Regions from separate parts of the Sus scrofa genome. Here regions 1 and 2 are each linked to region 3. The links are chromatin contacts, called in public Hi-C and HiChIP or PLAC-seq maps. All regions are on one chromosome and are shown on one strand. Each heading gives the region's core, a stretch centred on a gene start, on an enhancer-like site or on the middle of the called end of the contact. The rest is flanking DNA. Distances are from core to core; before and after follow the strand shown.

The links. Hi-C and Micro-C count contacts between places; a contact is called where the count stands out from the background. HiChIP or PLAC-seq counts read pairs in DNA pulled down with a chosen protein or histone mark.
Region 1: a Hi-C map of skeletal muscle shows a contact between it and region 3, with 2.5 times the contacts expected there. The contact joins the promoter of ACBD6 here to the promoter of XPR1 in region 3. A contact is called at or near these places in 7 of 47 Hi-C or Micro-C datasets (alveolar macrophages, brain, embryonic fibroblasts and 3 more) and 2 of 2 datasets of contacts at active chromatin or transcription factors (alveolar macrophages and skeletal muscle).
Region 2: a contact with region 3 is called in an H3K27ac HiChIP or PLAC-seq map of skeletal muscle. The contact joins the enhancer-like site here to the promoter of XPR1 in region 3. A contact is called at or near these places in 6 of 47 Hi-C or Micro-C datasets (alveolar macrophages, brain, embryonic fibroblasts and 2 more) and 2 of 2 datasets of contacts at active chromatin or transcription factors (alveolar macrophages and skeletal muscle).

The regions. Positions count from the first base shown.
Region 1 is chr9:122,113,290-122,117,315 of Sscrofa11.1, reverse strand. ACBD6 (acyl-CoA-binding domain-containing protein 6) reads left to right here and starts at 1,285. Exons shown (of 8, transcript XM_003130348.5): 1 at 1,285-2,064. The coding sequence starts at 1,843.
Region 2 is chr9:122,133,242-122,137,263 of Sscrofa11.1, reverse strand. No RefSeq gene overlaps it. Among named protein-coding and RNA genes, the nearest start is that of ACBD6, 19 kb to the right of the region's middle. Within about 2 kb of position 2,338, at least 9 of the 83 cell types and tissues checked have an H3K27ac peak or open chromatin away from gene starts, as enhancers often do. A contact at or near this core is called in skeletal muscle, where this site is marked.
Region 3 is chr9:122,236,524-122,240,228 of Sscrofa11.1, reverse strand. XPR1 (xenotropic and polytropic retrovirus receptor 1) reads right to left here and starts at 2,275. Exons shown (of 15, transcript XM_003130352.6): 1 at 2,016-2,275. The coding sequence starts at 2,084.

The sequences.
Region 1 (4,026 bases), core at 36-2,535, 120 kb after region 3:
TTCTATGACTGGGTATCTCAATCAGTCTTATCTATATAGCAGAAAGACTCGCATGAGAACAAACCTGTACTCTGTAAATATGCAAGAGTCACTTATTTTGGCTCAGAGAAAGTGTGTTTGATATTTTGAGTGATCCTGGTTTTGTCTGTGATTAAACAAACTTCTGAAGTGCTTTGCTTTGTCTTTATTTGATCATGGTTTCAGATGCCCTTGACTGAGGTTGGTATTCATGAGGTGATTTCCACCTAATAGGAGGATGATATGGTTTAGCTGTGAGTTCTAGATCAGCTTCTGAATGTCAAGGGCTCTTTTTTTTTTTTCTTTCTTAAATTTTCATTCATATATACTGGATATATAGAAAAGTACATATATTTTAAGTGAATCCACTTGTGTAACCAGCATTTGGTTCAAGAAAGAGAACGCTGTCAACATCCAGAAGCTCCCCTTATGCACCCCAGACCATTCACTGTCCTGATTTCTGACATCATAGGTCCGTTTTGCTTGGTTTTGAGCTTTGAAGCAAAGGAAACACAAAGGATGAGCTTTTGATGGCTTACTGAGCTCTGCTGTTATGAGATTCATTCATGTGCTGAAAACCACGCTTCTACAGAGCCGTACCTCAGAGCTACTGAGAGGCTGACTCCTCGACTTTGGTCCTCGGTTTGGCTCAAACAAAACATTCTTCTATTATTTTCTTTTGGGGCTGCCACAAGGCAGGTGGAGGTTCTCCAGCCGGGGATCAAACCCAAGCCATAGCAGTGACCACGTGGGGTCCTTTACCCGCTGAGCCACCTGGGAAACCCTATTCTTACTATAGATCATTATTTCTGTTAACATTATTATAATCATATTGTAGTTTTTGCAGGTTTCTAACATAGGGCAGAACTAAGCGTATTTCTGGTTTCACTGTCAGTGACTGCCACAGCACAGCGGCAAAGACTGAGCTGGGAACAAGCAAATCAGGCTAAGGGCCACGGGGGTGGGGTCCCATGAGCTCTGCCAGGTGTGGGTTCTGCAAGTCGTGCAAAGCAACACATGAAGAGATTTGACCAATCTCACAGTTTGGGTGCTGAAGGTCCCATCTCCCATATTTTCATTCACTCTACAAGTTAGAACCAATCCCTCCAGCAAGAGAATGCCGACATTCGACGTCCGCTTTGGGACACTGAGGCTACACAATCTGGGGAGGCGGGCGCAGGCGGAACCTTCGTGCTCAGCTCCAAGTTTCCCACGACTCCGCTCCTATCGCTACACTACCAAATAGACGGCCTCCTTCCCCACCCGCCGATGGCCTAGCCCGAGAATGGGTTCCGGTATTTTCAGCAAAACGATTAACGGACATCTGAACGACTCAGGGCACTTTCTCCAAGCAGCGTTTCCCTAGCTCACCGCAAGAGTCCCTTAATTTACTGGAGGGTGCCCAACCCAGAGCTACCCACGTTTCCCTCTCCCAGCGTGTAACAGGGGGCCGGCCGTAGCCCTGGGCGCGTGCTCGGCACTCACGTCGCCCCGCCCCCGCCCCGCCCCCTACCGGCCCCCGTCCCGCCCTCTTTCCGGGACCTCGAGGCCTGTGGCCAGCGGACCCCCAGCGCTGCTGGAGAGACCCCGGATGAGTCCGAGGTCCTGGGTAGCTAGGAGAGGCCGGAGGAGACCTGGGCCGCAGGGGTTAGCCGCAGAGGGTGGCGGAGCCAGCCCTGCACGCGCCGGGCGGAAAAAGGGAGGGAGATAGAGTTAAGGGAGGGAGCGCGGAGTAAGTGAGCTTGGGTCCGACTCAGGGAGGGGACTGGTGGGCCAGGCCCCCAAGACGGCGTTACACCCGGTCTGAAGAAGACAGGCGGACACATGGCCTCGCCATTCCTGCCTTCGGGGGCTACCACGGGCGACAGCGGCGGAGAGCTGAGCTCGGGGGACGACTCCGGGGATGCGGAATCCCTCCAGAGCCCCGAGACCGAGGCGTCCAGGAGCCTGACCGAGCTGTTTGAGAAGGCGGCCGCGCACCTCCAAGGCCTGGTTCAGGTGGCCAGCAGGGAGCAGCTCTTGTACCTGTATGCCAGGTACAAGCAGGTAAAGTCACGAGGAAGGGGTGGATGCGGGTGAACGACCAAAGGCCTCTCTTTTCTCCAAAATCTAATGGTAAATGAGCTTGGTTAATGGCCAGGTGTAGTGAAGTTTTGTGTGTATGTTCTGTTTTTTAATCATCTGCTAAGGATTTGCATCATTCAACAAGCTTGGTTAATGGCCAGGTGTAATGAAGTTTATGTGGGTGCTTTGTTTTTTAATTATCTGTTAAGGATTTGCATCATTCTGGACATGGAAAGGACCTGTCTGCTATCTGAGAAGTGATATTTAGCTGGCTACTGAATGACAGTTTTTCTGTGTCTTCTCTGACTTGCCCAGTGACCTTGCACTTAAGCTTTCACCAGCTTCAGAACCTTTACAAAAATGGGCAAAACACTTGGGGTTTTATGCCTGTGGGGAATGCGGAGAAGCAAAAGCATCATGATACTTGCCATCAAGAGACTTTACAAAGTTAATTGAGGAGTCTAGATTTAAACGGGTGAAAAATTGCTGACTAGAGTTAAATAACAGTTTAGGAAAACTCTAGCTCTTTGGAACACTGGAAGTGATGAAGCTCTGGAGGATAGCCCATTTTCTTTTATAAAAATTTTTTTTGCCTCTTGGTATCTGTTTCCCCTGGGTTTGTTTTGTTTTTGTTTTTTTCTTTTTAGGTCTGCACCCAAGGCATGTGGAGGTTCCCAGGCTAGGGGGCAAATCGGAGCTACAGCTGTTGGCCTACACCACAGACACAACCAACATGGGATCTGAGCCTTGTCTGTGACCTGCACCACAGCTCACAGCAACACCGGATCCTTAACCCAGTGAGCTAGGCCAGGAATCGAACCCTCATCCTCATGGATACTGGTTGGGTTCGTAACCCATTGAGCCACAAGGGGAACTCCCTCCTCTGTATTCTTTAAAAAAAAAACAAAAAAAACAAAAAAAAAGAAAGCTGTGGGCTCCCTCTGTTTTCTTAAACTGAATATAATAGGGTAGATATGAACCTTCTTTTGAAGGTCAATGAGTATCAGTTGTAAAGTGACCTGAGGGATGCAGCTCTAGGAACAAATGGTATAAATTAGAGTGTTGAGTGAAAATTGCCCCTAAATTGGCCTCAGAATTTGTCTTCTTGCAAAAGTTCTGGATATCTTTTGTGGGGGTGGGGTGGGGAGGTTTAATCCTGTCCTTATAACAATGAAATGAGACTTTTAATTATTTAACAAGAATTGATTGTGCATTGTGTTTGGACCAGTAATGTGGCTGACTGATGATTCTCTGGGCATTGTAAGACTCATTTCCTCCAAATTTCATAGAAAGGTTTTTATATCTTTATGTTTTCTGTTCAGAATAGCACTCTATTTTGTCAGTAGGAAGTTGATAAAAATAAGCTGAGCTGTGAACCTTGTTTTCTCCTGCAGGGCCCTAAATGTACCTAACATAATAGCTCTTTTAGTCTTAGATAAGTGTATGGCTCCACAGTCATCTTTCAGTGAAGTTTCAAAAAGATCACACCAATTAACAGGGTTTTTTTGGTCCTCCGTGTATTAGCCTGCACTCTTCCAGCAAACAAGAATGAATTGACATTTGTGAAAATGAGAGGACAATGAAAATTTCAAACCCCTGTTGAGGAGCCTTCAGCACTAGCACAAGTGGGGATACCTAGCATGTCCTCTTACCTTAACTTGGGCACACGTGATTCACTGGCATTTACCATTGGCAACCTTTGTTGAAATATTCTGGATGGATGAGATCTTTGTAGACATAAAGGGTTCTTAGAATTTGAACCTTGAGTGGGACTTTAAGGAGGTAGAGCATTTTAAAAAGCCGAGGGAAGAGAGAAAGGCTTTTCAGGTGGGAGAAATAACATGAGCGAAACAGGATAAAAATTCTTTGGCGTTCCCGTCGTGATGCAGCGAAAACGAATCTAACCAGGGTTCGATCCCTGGCCTCAGTGGGTTAAGGATCCGG
Region 2 (4,022 bases), core at 1,089-3,588, 100 kb after region 3:
CCGTGATCCTGGTTCTCCCTCGTTATATGGCATTTTCTTCATAGTACAAGGTAGAAAGGGAATTTCTGGCATTATTTTGTAGCCTGGCCTGTTAGGAGAGAAGCAAAGGGGATCCCATCATGGTGTGAGGAGGCACGGAGAGCTATCGTAGAGAGTGGTCAGGGCTGGTTTCCTGCAAATGGGCAAAAGCAACTGTCAGGTAATATTGCAAAGTAGCTGAAAAATATTTAGTCAAGTTGGGGGTCACAGGTGCCCGCATACAAGGATCAACTCTTCTAATGATTTCGCCTCAAATGAAAATGAGTCAGAAGTTAAGCTCTTCGAGGAGAAGCTCCAAGTGGGGGCAGTGAGCTATTGGGTGTTTAGTGCCCTCCATGCTTTTAGGCAGTAATGTTGGTCATTGGAAGACTGGTGTATGGCTTTGCCTGGAGAACTCTCTCTCCTGAATAACAGATCATGGCCCTAGGAGAAAGGGGCTCCTCCATGTTCTTACTGATTAGCTTTCAAAGAAGAGCAGAGTGGGGTTCCCTGGTAGCTTGGCAGGATAAGGATCTGGCTTGTCACTGTCAGGGCTTGGGTCATGAGTTTGATCCCTGGCCTGGGAACTTCTACATGCCATGGGCATGGCCAAAAAAAAAAAAAGTGTGAGAGAGAAACAGACAGAGAAAGAAAAAGAGAAGAGTGGTAGGGAAGAGAAGTGGGGCCCGTCAAAGCCTTGACACCTGCACAGGTAGATGGTGACTTGCCCAAGTGCTTAGTTCACTGGGAGGGGCCTTGTTTATGGACTTTCAATTTTGAAGACATCCAGTATGGTTTCCTGATACTTCTGGTCAACTTCCCTCAATATTTTTCCTCTCCTGCTCTTCCACCCTCCCTGGACACCTCCTTCCATATGACTTGCTGGAACACCCTCTATATTCTTACTTTATTTGAAAAAAAAAAAAAGTATTGTCAAATAAATCACTGCGTTCAAGTGGCGTACAGCAGAAAAAGCCTTTTGTCTCTGGACAGAAGCTGCTTCAAAAAATCTCACCCCATTATCTTCCAGGTAATTTGTCTTTTAAATACTCTTCTTCCACGGAGAAAATTCCAAATGACAGTAAAAAGAGAAATGGTTCATTTAGAAGACATGCTAATGGCATAACTGTATTTTCTTAGGGTGTTAATTAATGAACCTCTAATTGCTAAAGTTAAATCCCATAAAATGGTAGATATTAAATCAATTTAAAAAAAAAAAAAGCTTTGCACATATCTCATTTCCTCCAAAGAGCCACCTCTACAATTCCTTTCGTGTTGTAGGAAAAAAACCCTTACAAAGTGCTTTTGCACACATTTTTCTCCTGTGGTCATTCTGTGCTAAAGTACGAGGGCATTTCCCCTCATTTTCTAAGTGAAGATGCCCACACAGGTTAGGCGACTTGCTCAAGGTCACGCAGCTCCCTGCCGCTCAGCTTTGCTCACTGCTATTTCTCTGCATATTCACAGCTCCGCCCTACCTTCTGTTTAAAACGAGATGGAAAACCATGTATTACCCTTGGCACTATTGTGTGGCTAGGTTATACTTGGCTTCGCTTTGTACCAGGCACCCTTTGAAATGCGATTTTGAGCTGGGAAAAGAGCTTTTAATACACACAAGTGAGGCTTAGTTGAATTTTTCCGAGTATGTGCTGGTGACTAAGAGAACACAGTGTCTCCCGGACTCGTTCCTTCGGCCCTCTGATAATGTCTGTTTTGCTAGACTCATGAAGTGAGAAATTTGTTTCCTTTCCAAACACCCTGGAAATGTATAGCAGCCACTTGAGCAATGGAGGTAGGTTAAAAATCAGTTGTTTTAAGATGATACATAAAGGAGAACGTTCCATAAGCTTGGAGTTAGAGGCAGCTAATATTCCTCAATATAAAATACGAGAAAAACAAAAACAACGTCAACAGAAAATATTGAAATTTTCTATTTTTGCAACAGAAAAGCAAAAAACCTTCCCCTGCTCATGTCTTGGGGGTGGAATGCCTTCGGACTGGCTGGGAAGCCTGGCATGACAACCCACCACCATTCATACCTACTTGGAAATGCAGAGATACAGGAGGGAAGTCAGCAGAAAAGCGCTTCTGCATCGCTTCCTAAGTCTCAGGAAATGCACCTGAAGACGCCCTACCTCCCCCACACACCTGCTGAGGTGACATGGCTAGACATTTGTGCCGTGACCATTACCAGGATTGGTTTCCTCCTAGAGACATTTCCTGGCTCCAAAGAGCCTTCAAGTATTTTTAAAACAGCAGGCATTTCGTGCTCCATCATGACACAGCCAAAATAATTGCTGACGCTGAGCTTAGTGATTGAGGAAAAGTCTGACCAGGTTATTTTCAGGTTCTCTACAGAAGAGACTCCTGTAAGACAGACAGCATGACATAAATGGAGTTTCCAGCAAACGAGAGTGAGACTTTTGTCAGGGTTCGAGTTCCTGTCGGGCTCAGGAATTCTCACCTCCTTGGTGTCACCAGGTACTGACATCACAGGCGTATTTTCTATCTTGAGAATTTGGGTCTCGCTTTAATTTTGTGGTTTTTTAAAAAAAGCAGAAAAATAATAACCTGTTATGTGCCCATTATTATGTGGCAGCTGTGGAGTAAAGAAAGCCAAGGGCATGACTCATTGTCTCCCATTGAACACGTCACTCCCATTCCTGCCCGCACACCTCTGCCCTTTGCTCAGTCCGGGAAAGACTACGTGCCTCATTGCGGGCCTGATAGATACTCTTTCTTTCTGTCCCAGCTCAGTGCCATCTCCCCGGGCTGAACTCTTGAAGCCTCCTGTCTGCTGACCCATGGGCATCTTGGCATAGCCTCTCTGGTGCGATGATTGCATTTCAGAGCCCATCCTGGAAATGGGCTGTTAGTTCCATCAGTGCAGGCAAATCTTCCTTTCTTTTCTTTATTCATCCTCTTACCCCCCCGAAAAGGTCCTTGCTAACCTGCCTTAGACCAAATAGGTCCTCAAATCCACCTCTCAGCTGGTTCCTGAACCCGAATCGCTTGGTCCTTGGAGAGAGGGCCTTGGGGGAGACAGACCTCTCTTCCTCACTGTTACCTGGCTGACGGGTCTCCTTTGGACTGTGGGTTCCTGCTGTTCCAGCCTCTCAGAGCAAGATCTCGGAGGAGAACCATAGTGTTTTCTTTACAGCTCCATTGGAATGTGGGCGCTCTCTCTCTGTGGCTGTTACCCCAACCGGTGGTAAGGACACCATTAAGAATTATGAGGGCATTCCCATCATGGCTCAGTGGAAACGAATCTGACTTGTATGCATGAGGACGCAGGTTCGATCCCCGGCCTCCCTCAGTGGGTTAAGGATCTGGCGTTGCTGTGAGCGGTGGTGTAGGCTGGCAGCTGCAGCTCCGATTTGACCCCTAGCCTGGGAATGTCCATGGGCTGCATGCAAGACAAAAGACAAAAAAAAAAAAAAAAAAAAAAAGAATTATGAGGATTCGGAGGGCTGAGTGTTCTGGCTTAATGGCACGGTAAGCTCAGCTTCAACAAGGCCAAGGAAACAGGAGGAAGAACGTGTCGAGCATCCCGCCTTCTCTCCACTCGGCCCCTGGACCAAAGCTCTGAGGGATTCAGTGCAGGACCAAGACATCCTGATGTTCCCTGTTCTCTGGAGCTTGAGTCACCTGCATCGAGAAGGAAGTGGGGCAAACGGCTCCAAGTTCCTGGAATCACATGAGGCTCTTTCCATAGATGAGCTGACAAAACAGAGAAATTGGGTAGAGGGTGGGAAGCAGAGACTGCTCCCTGGAAGAGCCAGCGAGGAGAAACCACTCAGTGGGAAAGGAGGTCAGAGCCGAGGTGAAAATGATCTCAGGACAGGGAGGTCTTGGAGGGTGAGCTCAGGGGGAAAGTTCAGGAGGTTTTTACCTGACTCTACAGAAAGCTGTGCTGAGTTAAGGAGTGAGTCATAGATTTGAAATCTGATGACCTAAGGGTTATGAGAGGAATCCGGCTCCTAGGAGGCAACAGATGTAGCAGC
Region 3 (3,705 bases), core at 1,026-3,525:
GAATTTTTCAAAAAATAATTTATAATTGGACTAGGAAAGATAATGCAGTCACACATATGCTCAGGAATTTTGTTCCTCTGTGACCAACCTAAAGTAATCACTTAGGACTACTGTCCAAATGGAGTATGTGAATAAGGAATCCCAGAATTACTCCAGCCACAAAGCTGACATTATAAATCAAGAAGTAATTATGTATTCAAACTAAATCTTATGCTTCTCCTTCCAGCCCCAGAAATTGTATTCCAAGTTAATACAATTCTATGAAACAGCTGAGTGCTGTAATATTTAAAACAAATCATAGCATACAACCAACCACCATTACTTCTCCCCAAATGAAGCATTCCATACTACATAACAAGTATAAGATGTTGCTTCAGCATGCTGTGCTCTATGCTTCTATGAAGAACTGGCAGTGGTGCTGAAAATTACTACTAGAGAGATGAAAGACCAATACCTTCCTTTCAATAAAAACCATCATCTGGACTCTAGCCAAGGTTTTAAACTGACCAAACGTTATTAGAAACAATAAATCAAAACCTCTACAAGGTGAAAAGCTAGTCCCTTTTTTTCATTCTCATGAAACATAGCCACAAAACACTGTAAGAAAATTAAGTGAAAAGAAAGCATTAATAATTTTCGGGCTTTCATTTCTGGCAATAATCAAATACTGTATGTTACAAGGTGAATTTATTTTACAAGGTTCTTCAAGGTTTTGTTTAACCTACTTAACAATCCCTTTCCCTGTCTTCTTCAATTATTACAACTGTTATATGAATAAACTATTGCCTAAACACCTATCAATGAACTTAAAATAGAAATTAAATAGAGAACCAAAATATTTTAATTCATAAAACCTAGCTAGAATATTTGTGTTCATATTGATTTTATACTCTTTGTTCCTGCACATAACATAGATGTGAATTCCTGGAGGTTACAGATAAGTCTTTCTCTATCCAGGAGCTGAACTGCCAGTTAAGGAAAATAACCTAGTGCAATGCTTAAAGCCCTTCAGGTATCTTGGCTTCTGAATCCCTAAATGGGCTCACCACCTTTACTCTTCCTTTTATTAATGCAAGGTTCCTTATCACTATCTATTAAATACACTCCAAGAGCTGTTATTACAGAAATTAAGGGTGAGACGGGCCATGATTTCTGTAATACACAGGTATGTTTTCAAACTACATTGTTTACAATGTAGTACTTTTCTCCCTAGATAACAAAAAATTTAGGAAAGAAAATGTGAAAATTGTAAATAATTCCCTTCTCTTTCTTCCTTCCACTTCCCCCTTCATCCCAAAACAAGAGAAGAGCCAAAAACAAAGATAAGGATGTTTTATATACTTTGTATACTTTATGCAATCAGTGAAAAGACAAGTCAGCCTCATCAAAACAAAATAGCTGATTACGGTACGTGTGCATAGTGTAACCACTGCATGTGTAATACACATTTAAATCAAGTTTCAACCCTGTTACAAAGCCTTTGTCAACAGCGGGCAAGTGAAGAAAAGCTGAAGGGCTCCGTGGAATGAAGGAAATCACTGGAGGGGCTTATCTCGGAAGAGGATTCCTCGGTGAGAGGTGAGCAGAGAGAAACAAGACCTAACCTTGGCGAGGGGGCGCTCGCCCAGGGTGGGGACGCGAGGTTAGGGTGAGCGGGAGGAGGGGATTAGCGCGAAACCGCCGCGACCCCGGGGCTGCCCTCACACCCCGACTCCTCCACCTGCGGCTCGCCCTCCCACCGCCATTCCCCAGCCCCGGCCGGCTGTGCCTTCCCTCCCGGCCCGCCGCCCGCATATCCGTTACCCCGGCGGCAGCGGGGCTGCGGGGGAGGGGAAGGTCAGCGGGGCCCAGAGGGGGCCGGCCGCGGCGGGGATGCCGCAGTGGCTCCCCGCCGCACCGGGTCAAAGTCCGCCCGGGCGCGGGGAGGCAGCAGGAGCCGAAGGCGGCGGTGGAGGTCAGGACTGGGGAGATGGTGGCCCCTCAGAGTCCTCCCACTCCCCGGCCGCTGCCGGTACCTCATACTGGATGTATTGCTTCCTCCACTCAGGAGTGATGTGCGCGGAGAGGTGCTCGGCGAACTTCATCCTGCCGTCTCCCCCTCACTCCCACTCGGGTCCAGCAGTTACTGGCGGCGGCGGCAACAGCGACTCCGACTCCTCCCCACATGGGCCCCGGCGCGGCGCGGCGCTGCGCTTCTCTCCTCCTCCGCCGCCGCCGAGGTCTCCTCAGAGCCGCCCTCCCGCCATCTTCCTCCTCCTCTCCATAGCCCCGCCCCTCCCCGCCCCGCCCTCTATACGTCATCGCCATGGTAACCGCCTACGCCGCACCGTCGAAAAGGGCGGGGTAACGGGCGGTATTTTAGTATATTCCTTATAGCTCCGCCCCTCTGGGCCGGACGTGCCGAAGGCACCTCCCCTGACCTCTTCCGTCTGGTTCTTGTTGGCCTTACAGCTGCGCTCCTAACGCTTGCCTGGGAAGCTGTGGTGTTATTGCAATTAATATTAATACTGTAGCAACAATACTCCACAGAAGTTTATATTTGCAAAGATTTGTGCAAATATTTTTTCTTTTTAATATTTATTCTTCGTAAAACCCTTAAGGATGGCTCAACATTAATTCAAATTAAAAGCAGACTAAATAGGAGTTCCCTTCTTGGCGCAGCCGGAACGAATCCAACTACGAACCATGAGGTTGTAGGTTCCATCCCTGGCCTCGCTCAGTAGGTTAAGGATCTGGCCTTCTCGTGAGCTGTGGTGTAGGTTGCAGACTCTGCTCAGATCTGGCCTTGCTGTGGCTGTCTGTAGGCCTGTGGCTACAGCTCCAGTTGGACCCCTAGCATGGGAACTTCCTTATGCCGCGGGTGCGGACCTAAAAAAAAAAAAAAAAAAAAAAGACAAAAACAGACTAAATAGTTAAGGGCCATATGTATTTAAAGGAAGCTTATTTTACACGCTCTAGGTGCTGGATAAATGCTTGTTGAATTTACTTAAAGATATCAGTGCCAAAAATTGCATGCTGCTTCTGAATTTCAATGTAATTGTCTAGCCCCAGGGCTCCCAGAAAGGCCAACCACAACACCTGGACTCAAAATAGGACTGGGGTATCAACTGGACTTGTGGCTAAGCTTCGTGGGGATTAGGAGTGAGGTTTGAGAGGGAAACCAATGCTGGGAGGAAAGAGAATCCTCTTGAAGTACAGTAGGAACCCCACCTCCAAGGAGATCAAAAAAGGGGTCCAGCATCCAGGCTGACTCTTCTCAGGGAGCATAGAGAACAGATCACTCACACAGCTGGCACTATTTGAGTATGGGAGCAATTGTCCTGGATTTTGGACAGAAATCAAGGTCTTTCCCTGAGTGGAGGAGCCCTGAATAATAATTTATTAAGCACTTACTGTCCGTGGAACAAAAATTATTTTAAATCGAAGCAAAGTACTTTGTCCTTTAATTCTCACAATTTTGGTGAGATCCAAAGATTAAGTGGCTACTATGACTGGGACAGTGTTCTGTGATAACAGTATCTACTGTTGGTTTGGGTTTTTTGGGTTTTTTTCTCTATGTATTTTTCCCCTTTCCTCTTCCTCTTAAATCATGTCAGTAGGGATACTAGAATTATTTCCTCAGGACAGGGGATGATGCATGATGGAAAATAGTCATGGGCGATGAGGCTTTCTGATTTTTTGTTGTACAAAAGCCTCAACCTCTGT